Regions from separate parts of the Sus scrofa genome. Here region 2 is linked to region 1. A link is a contact called in public Hi-C data. All regions are on one chromosome and are shown on one strand. The core of a region is the stretch at or near the end of the contact, and the rest is flanking DNA. Distances in the headings are between cores, read along the strand shown.

The links. A called contact is a pair of places that touch in the nucleus more often than the background predicts.
Region 2: a Hi-C map of subcutaneous adipose tissue shows a contact between it and region 1, with 3 times the contacts expected there. The contact joins two enhancer-like sites. A contact is called at or near these places in 1 of 5 promoter capture datasets (liver), 23 of 47 Hi-C or Micro-C datasets (alveolar macrophages, blood, brain and 11 more) and 2 of 2 datasets of contacts at active chromatin or transcription factors (alveolar macrophages and skeletal muscle).

The regions. Positions count from the first base shown.
Region 1 is chr10:1,095,244-1,099,981 of Sscrofa11.1, reverse strand. No RefSeq gene overlaps it. Among named protein-coding and RNA genes, the nearest start is that of RGS13, 15 kb to the right of the region's middle. Within about 2 kb of position 2,436, at least 8 of the 83 cell types and tissues checked have an H3K27ac peak or open chromatin away from gene starts, as enhancers often do. A contact at or near this core is called in retroperitoneal adipose tissue and subcutaneous adipose tissue, where this site is marked.
Region 2 is chr10:1,234,376-1,239,113 of Sscrofa11.1, reverse strand. The region is part of intron 5 of LOC102166310 (a long non-coding RNA gene); the gene reads right to left. Among named protein-coding and RNA genes, the nearest start is that of RGS1, 85 kb to the right of the region's middle. Within about 2 kb of position 2,528, at least 19 of the 83 cell types and tissues checked have an H3K27ac peak or open chromatin away from gene starts, as enhancers often do. A contact at or near this core is called in retroperitoneal adipose tissue and subcutaneous adipose tissue, where this site is marked.

The sequences.
Region 1 (4,738 bases), core at 1,187-3,686:
TTCAGTTTTTTAACCTATAGAGAAGGGATAATAATAGAAACCATGTCCTAGGGTTTTATGGGGATTAAATGAGTTAATGTTTGCAAGCGCTTGGCAGAACAGAGTGGCATATTCTGTGCCATGTGCTTGTTGTTGATGGTCATTATAGATATTACATCTTGAATTCTGTCCACCAAAGTTTCATAGGTTGAAATCCTAACCCTCCAGGAGCACAGAAGGTGATTTTATTTGAAAATAGGCTTGTTGCAGATGCAGTCAGTTCAGATAAAATCAGACTGGAGTAAGGTGGGACAAAAAAAAAAAGGGCAATGGACACAGAGAGGCATGCACGGGGGACACACTGGGAGGATCAAGGCAGAGACTGGGGTGATGCTTCTATGAGCCAAAGAATAGCAGACATTTCTAGCAAACCACTGGAAGCTGTGAGAGAATCATGGGACAGGTTCTCCCCCAAAACCCTGAGAAGGAACCAGCACCCCTGACACCTTGATCTTGGACTTCCAGCCTCCAGACTGTGAGACAATAAATCCCTGTTGTTTGAGCCACTCAGTTTGCAGCTGTCTGTTACAGTGGCTCTGGCAAACAAATGCACTGGACAAAGCACTTCCATATAGAAACATGACCAAGACGTCTAATGGCAATGAAACACAGTTCAGTCTGACAAAGGAGAGCCTCCATAAGCACTGACCACAGAGGGCACTGGTCCCACTCTGCCTGAATAACCCACGTGCAGAGTCCAATGTGACTCTGGCAGCCTTGAATTCCAGGTACATGCCCAGCAAGCTCTCTGCACTCACACCTGAGGCCAGGACAGAAGTCAGTGCAATGGGCATGATGTGTTCTTCCAACTCAGGAAAATACCTCTGCCAACACAGCCGACATTTATGAGAAAAAGAATGTGTATACATATGTACATATGTATAACTGGGTCACTACGTTGTTTAGCAGAAATTGACTCAACACTGTAAATCAACTATACTTTAATGCGAACATTTTTTAAGTAAAATAAAATCAAGATCAACTACACTCAGGACAAACTTAAAATTATCCTAATAAATATTTTTTTCCTCGCTGAAAAACAAAAAGGGATTATCACATTATTCAATCGAAGTGAACTAGAAATTTCAGGTGAATGTCTTGGTGTCTAATTCATTTGTTTCATGTCTTCAACTCTATATGAACCGCTTGTGTCCTTTTTTATTTAGTTCAGTATCTGGCCTCTCTACAGGATGAAACCTTGAATTTTACGATTCACTTACAAAAGAATGTTAATCTCAACTTCCTGAGTTACCATATTTTTAAAATACAGGAAACATGCTTTACTTCAAACAAACAAACAAACAAAAAACTAGGGCATTCCCGTTGGGGCTCAGCGGAAACGTGAATCTAACTAGCATCTATGAGGACGCAGGTTGGATCCCTGGCCTCACTCAGTGGGTTACGGATCCGGCGTTGCCATGAGTGGTAGCGTAGGTCACAGATGTGGCTCAGATCTCTCGTTGCTGTGGCTGTGGTGTAGGCTGGCAGCTACAGCTCCGATTCAACCCCTAGCCTGGGAACTTCCATATGCCATGGATGCAGCCCTAAAAAGACCAAAAAAAAAGAAAAAAAGATAAACCTATAGAGACTGAAAGTAGACCCGTGGTTGCCAGGGGCTGGGAAGAGAGAGCAATGCACACATGATCTTTTGGGAGTCATGGATATGTTATTGGTTTCGTAACTCTACATATTTACTAAAAATCACTGATTTTTACGATTGAAATGAATGATTTGTATAGCATATAAATTAGTTCTCAATAAAGCTGTTGAAAATAATAAAAACATGTTGGTCATCTTTAATAAACTATGTCTCTATGTGATTTTTATTTTCCTAGCCAGCAACGCAGAGCTATAGACCTGGGGGATGAATGGAGAAGCTTAGGGCTGGAAAAGAAAACTGTTGCCATGGGACACTTAACTAACATCTTTACCATCCATGCCATGTCCTTCTATTAGCAACACACACACACACACACACACACACACACACACACACACACACACACACGGCGGATCTGTGGCCATCCACGCCATGGAAACATTTTACTGTTTCTAACCTAATAGTTTTGCAATCTTCATCTAAGGAAAAGCTAGCTGATCCCACACTGGGGCTGACCAATATTTAGACAGCACCCACTATATTTTACGTTCAAGATACTGTCATTTGAGAAAGGGCTATTTACCATAACAAATCTTAAATGGAAAATGAAACATAATTTTAACTCAAAAAATGTTCCTGGGCGAGAGCATACGAGCATTGCGAGAGGGAAATCAAACTTCCCTTTAAAGTGGTTTTAATTATTCAGAGTCTCTGACGTGATTTCAATATAATTCAAGCCACATGTTTCTGGATTCTTCTCTGCCAGGTCTGACGAGAAGTGTGCTGCTGACATCCTGGAGTCCATACCAGCATTCTCAGTGCCCGTGAGGACTGAGTCACTGAGCTGGAGCGCACGTTAACCGAGCTTCCTAGCTGGCTCTAAAATGCCCTCTGCATCCTTTTTCAGAACAATTTTTAAAATTTTTATTGGCATATAGTTGATTTACAATGCTGTATAGAAACAACTTTTGCTTTTGGGTTTTTGTTTTGTTCTGTTTTTTGGGCTTTTTTTTTTTTTTTGTCTTTTGTATTTTTAGGGCCACACCTGAGGCATATAGAGGTTCCCAGGTTAGAGGTCGAATCAGAGCTGTAGCTTCCAGCCTACACCACAGCCACAGCAACGCGGGATCCAAGCCACATCTGCAAACTATAGCACAGCTCATGGCAACACCAGTTCCTTAACCCTCTGAGCAAGGCCAGGGAGTGAAACTGCATCCTCACAGATACTAGCTGGGTTCATTAACCACTGAGCCATGACAGGAACTCTGGAACAAACTTTTAAGAGTCAGATCTATACAATCTAAATCCCAGGCTCCTGGGCTGCCAGCCACCCACACTGGAAGTTTTTTACTGTTTCCCCTAGAAAGGCACAACGTCCCACACTACCGTTTCCGCACCATCTTGCATAACGATTTCTTTTTTAAAATGGAGCATAGTCGACTTCCAAGGGGCCATTCGTGGCAGGTGCACAACACAGTGACTGATGTTTTTATTTTTTTTATTTTTTATTTTTATTTTTTTGTCTTTTTTGCTATTTCTTGGGCCGCTTCCGCGGCATATGGAGGTTCCCAGGCTAGGGGTTGAATCGGAGCTGTAGCCACCGGCCTACGCCAGAGCCACAGCAACGCGGGATCCAAGCCGAGTCTGCAACCTACACCACAGCTCACGGCAACGCCAGGTCCTTAAGCCACTGAGCAAGGGCAGGGACCGAACCCGCAACCTCATGGTTCCTAGTCGGATTCGTTAACCACTGCGCCATGACGGGAACTCCTGATTGATGTTTTTAATGCATTACAATCGATCACCACTATCGACCTGGTAACCACCGGTCACCACACACAAAGTCGTTGCGATCTTACTGAGTACATTCCCTGTTCTGCCTCTTACGTCCCTGGGACTTCCTTCTTTCATAACCGGCAGCCTGTTCCTCTTGATCCCCGTCAACGATTTCTCTCATCCCATCACCACCCTCTCCTGTGGCCACCACAAGTTTGTTCTCTGTATCGGTGAGTCTGTTTCTGCTTTATGTTTGTTCATTCGTTTTGAATTGTAGATGCTACACAGAAGTGAAATCATGTAGTTATTTGTCTTTATCCGACTTAGTTCACTTGGCATAAAACCCTCCAGGTCCATCCATGTTGTCATAGACGGTAAGAGTTCAGTCTTTCTCCGGCCGTGCGGTAGTCCACTGTCTGCGGGCCTATATTCCATGTTTTGTTTACCCATGGACACTTAGGTTGCTTCCATATTTCAGCTAATAATGCTGCATCAGAAACGGATTTCTCCAGTCCATGGTACTCTAGCCAACTGACGTTCACTCGATACTCAACTCTGCCAAGGAGTCTGGGCCGTTCCTAAAGGCAGAGACCATGTCAGCACCCATCGTCAAGTGCCACCCATTTTTCAAGAATTGTCCCAAGACCACTCCTCCCATTATATTTCTATCACCAATCAGACAATTTCTTACTCCTATACTCTCTCTATACTGTACCTCTTCTATCACATGTATTATGTTCTCTTTTATTATACAGTAACTTGATTATTTTTCTTCCTGTCCGTTATACTCTAAGCTCGGGAAAATAAGAGGTCCTTTGTGCAGCCTTTTGTGCTTCATTTTGCTCCCAGACCTCCATGTGAGGCAGCATCATTCCCAGGATTAGAAAATGCTCCACAACATCAGTTAGATCCAACGGTCATCACTATGCCACCCTTACCTCTAAGCCCAGTATACATGTATATCCATTCGAATGGCAGAAACAGGGGGCAAAGATACCTCATTGAGTTTCTTTGTCTAAGGAGCAAAAAATATTTCTACTCGATGAAAATAACTCCTCTGTGAAAATTTCGAAGGGATTACATCTCCTTACCAGGGTCCTTTTGCCCATCAACGTATCTACAAACCTCCCGCCTCTCAGGCTTTGCACGTCTCCATCAGCATCCGGACTGACTCTGAGATCACTCTACCTCCTGACACCCAAAGCAGTGAGGTGAGCAGAGAAGCAGGTGCTCTGCAGCCACACAGACCCAGTTCCAGGTGGAGGAGCTCAGCTGCGAGGCCTGGGCAGGCTGCTTGCTCTGAGCTCCAGATTCCTTGTCTGT
Region 2 (4,738 bases), core at 1,279-3,778, 140 kb before region 1:
ACCCATGAGAGACATGAGGACACAGGGCAAACTATGCCCCAAGATTGGAGAGACAGTCAAACACAGGGAGTCACGGGTTCCTAGAGGAGCAGTTCATGAGCAGCAACAGCTCTGGGAACCCTGCACTGTGCAGACAACGCCGAGAGTTAACAACTCCAGGTAAACAGTCACAGCTCCCACCCCAGCCAGTCTGATGACACTTACCTCCAGGACCCCTGAAACCCCATCCTTTATTTCTGCAACCCCAGACCCTACTGCGTTTCCCTGTATCTCACCTCAGACTCACCTTTGATGGCTTCACTGCATCTACCTGATCTCAGGAAGCTAGACCTCCCCAGGTTCAAGTCAGCTTCTTTGTGTTAGTTTTTCTAACCTCTTAGATAGAGCTAATTTCATAATTAGATAGAGCTAATTTCATTCATTTCCACGGCTTTCAATAATGCACATGGTTAGATCAGGAGGGCCACATGGAGAGCCCAATTCCCAATTCTGCTCTGAGCTCTAAATTCCTAGAGTGTGTCCATTGACACATGAGCATACAGCCACCACCGGCATCTCAAAGCCAAGAAGCCCAGCAAGCGCTTTCCCACCTCACATGCCCACTTCCGCTTCTCTGCCATCACAATAAACTGCGCCACCCTCTCCCAGTGCCTGAAGACCAATATTTCAGGGCTGGTTAAGCCTCTCACCCAGGTCATCGACAAGACCCGCCTTCGAATACTTCTCTGGAACCCGTGCATGTCTCTACACCTGCAACTCTACCACCAGCATCTCCTGTCGCCTGGCCTGTGGCCAGCATTCCCCACGGACCTCAGTTTCTCCTCCGGCCTGTCCAACCTCTCGTCCCTGACCCGTCTGACCCGCCCACATCCCGCTTGCTAACAACCTCCAGGGGCTTCCCACGGAGCTTCCAGTAAAGTGCGGGCGGAGAGGGCTGGTTCCCGCTGCCTCCTCTTGATCCCCTGGCCATGGTCCTCACTGGCCATCAGCTTGTCTCCCCTTCGCCTGTAAACCTGCTCGGCTCGTCCCCTCCTGCTCTCGCGCTCTCGCTCTCGCTCTCTCTCTCTGTCTCTCTCGCTCTCTCGACCTGATGATTCTTCCCCTATGCTCCGTGCAGCTGACTGTTGTCCTTCCATATCTTGCCTCTGCAGGCACTCAGCCCATCCCTGACAATCCTGCCAAAGACGCCAGCACACCCACAAGACGCTGTCACACCTGCACGTTTGTGGCCCCCACCCCCAGCCCACCCGGAGCAGCCAGGTGATCTGCATTGACTCTTGATCATGAAGGGGTGATGCTGGGCTGGGCGGCATGGGGGTCTGGTTTGTCGTCTCTCCACACACACCGCACACACATCCCTGCAGGCGAGAGCTTGTCTAGCTGACCACTGTAATCCCCACGGCCAGAGCGATGCTGGCACAAAATAGCTCCTAAGTTAACATTTGTTGGACAAATCAATGCATCATCCTCATGATAAGCAGATAAAGACTAGTACAAAAAGATGTGATTATTTTTCAGAAGCTATCATCCTTGTGCATGCCCATGGGAAGTGAGTCTGAGGAAGCCAGTCCGGGTTACAAGGCAACATGACCTAAAATAAGGACCTTCTAAGGGGACAGACATCCCTAGGGGCCCTGAGGTCTGCGGATGGAGATAATTCAGCACCAATTTTTGCAGGCAATTTCAGATAAAAGACACAGCTCATGGCATCCACACCTGCTTTTCAGACTGCAGCTCCTAATACCGTGAAGTAAAAATCCTGGACTCCCAGGGTTCTTTCCTCCCTATTCCTCTTGTTCACAGAAATGCTATTTTCACTAAAATGTAGTTTAGACTTTGGCCACTTGAGGGCACTTGAGCTCTTTTATAGAGACTCCCTTTGAAAAAATGCCAGGCACCTTTCAAAAAGGCAAGAATTAATTTGCCTGCAAGTATCACATCCTTGATGCCGACACTTTTAAATCTCCAGCTCTGAAAATTCAAACTCGCTTTTTCTATCTAATCCAGAAAACTGACATCAGGAACTCACGACTTATTCTACGTGACATTACAACCCCGGAGCCTTCTCTCTCGAGTTTCGCCAGAAGAGCACAGCACTATCCATTTTAGCTAATGACCCACACGAGAGGAGCTTAGACTCAGGCCAGGGAATTTTTAAAACGTGCCCTTCTAATCCCACTCCGTCCGTGCGCATGCATTAAATTACAACCACCAGGGGGTAGCATTAGTTTACAAGTGCTTCTAATACCCTCCATGAAGACAAAGCCAACATTTTCAACCAGCCTTGAAAAAATACGTGTACACCCACACACGAACAACTGCGCCTCCGAAGAGATGAGACGCGGACCCCAGCCCCATCCCAGACCCATCCACAGGGATCATGAGCGTTTCCCTAAAGCCTGTCAAGATGTGACTGTCTCCAAAGTCGGCATAAAACGTTTCGTTGTACCTTCAGTCCCTCTGGGCCTAGAGCTGTGCAGTCAGGCTGGCCTGATGTGCACCACGTCCACCTCGAAGCTGAGCACATGTCCGGTGAGCAGGGGAGGGGAGGCGAGGCTGGTGAGCCTGGCTGGACAGTTGGGAGCAGCACCTAGCGCTCTGCCATCTTCCTCGCCTCCATCCGCAGCCTCTGCCCTGAGCAGATGCCCGCTCCACTCCCGACATCCGCCACCTGCTCGCCCTTCCGCGCCTGCGAGGCCTCGGGCGCCCTCTGCTGGGCAAACTCACACGTGTCACTCTCACTTTCGCTTGTCCGGCAAGAACATGAGCGCAACGGAGGCTTGCATTTTGATTTTACATATTAAAAAAAAAAAAGGTGGAGTTCCCGTCATGGGGCAGTGGTTAATGAATCCGACTAGAAACCATGGGGTTGCGGTTCGATCCCTGGCCTCGCTCAGTGGGTTAAGGATCCGGCGACGTGGCTCAGATCCCACGTTGCTGTGGCTGTGGCTTAGGCCGGCGGCTACAGCTTGGATTGGACCCCTAGCCTGGGAACCTCCATATGCCTCAGGTGCTGCCCTGAAAAAAAAAAAAAAAAATGTAACTTTACTGGAGTGTAGTTAACTTACACTACATGTATGAGTTTCAAGTGCACAGCACCCTGGATCAGTCATACATATAAATATATCCATTCTTTCTTCCCCTATAGGTTATTACAAACTATTGAGTAGATTTTCCTGTGCTATATGGTAGGTTCTGTTGCTCATCTACTGTATATAGTCGAGTGTATGTGTTATTTCTACCCTCCCAATTCTTCCTCCCCAATGGGTTCACCTACGGAAACCGTAAGTTCCATTTTGAAATCGAAGTTTGTTTCTGGTTTTATTTGTTTTTGTCTTTCTAGGGCTGAACCAACAGCACATGGAGGTTCCCAGGCTAGGGGCTGAAACCAAGCTGCAGCCACCGGCCTACACCACAGTCACAGCAACACCAGATCCCATCTGTGTCTGCGACCTACACCACAGCTCATGGCAACACTGGATTCTTAACCCACTGAGCGAGGCCAGGAATCGAACCTGCGTCCTGGTGGATACTAGTCTTATTTGTTTCCTCTGAGCCATGACAGGAATGCCTGTCTCTGTTTTTCACTAAGTTCTCGTATATCATTTTCAATAGATTCCACATATAAGCCATATCATATGGTATTTGTCTTCTCTTCTGACTTCACTCCATATGATAATCTCTAGGTCCATCCATGTTGCTGCAAATGACATTTTTTCATTTTTGTGGCTGAGTAATTTCCAGTGCATATATGAACTGCATCTTCTTATCCATCGCTCTGTCAATGGACATTTAGGTTGCTGCCATGTCTTGACTATTACTGTACATGGTGCTGCAATGAACACGGGGTGCATGTATCATTTTGGATTAGAGTTTTCTCTGAATTTAACTTTCTTTCTATCCACAGCCTAGGAAGCCAGCTCACTCAGGAGACAATGGGAGAGCACCTTCAACTCACTTCTCTCTGGATGTGGGTCTCATCCTGACAAAAGCATGAAGAGAAACGTATTTGCAGGCGGCAGTGTTTCCACATCATTCTAACAGTGAGTTAACACTGACCTGGTGTGAGTCTCTGCACAGGGGATGTCTGGGCTTTGGAATGAAAGGGCAAGTGCCCCTTTCTGAGTCTCCAGTGTGTTGTTTCAGTGGCTGGTGCCTCTACTCCTCTTCTACAAAAGGGAGAAACAAAACCATGCCCCTCTGGGTGGGGGTGGGGGTGGGAGAGGACGGAAAGCAGGTCGTGTGTGACGACGCAGCCCCCTGCCCCACAGCCACCCCCTGCCTGTGCTTCTTCCGGTCCACTGTGGCCAGAGGCTCCATCGCCCCAACTCCCAGCAGCAAAGGGCTCTGGGTGGGAATCGTGTTTCGTCCTCAGCTTGGCTGCCGCTGGCAAGCAAGGTGGCAGAACCAGGAGGTTTCCTGCAGCAGAGATGGAGTCCACTTTCCGGAATTTTCAGTCTTGGGAGACTGGTGGCATCGTGTCAGGGACGGCCTCAGTGGTGGGGGCGCCCATGGGTCAGTTCTGCATTGCTAGGTGGTCATCCCGGAGGTGGGGGGGCCGTTGACTCGAGAACCTACTTCTCTGGCCCTTCCAGAGCTGTAAGGACCCACCCTCGCCCTCTCCCACTCGAAGTCTCTGGAGCGGCTTCTATTTCCTACCCTCCACTCTGCCTGATACAGACATACGAAGTGCTTAGTGGAGTTTCTGACGCTTAAAATTGCTATTAACATGTTAGCT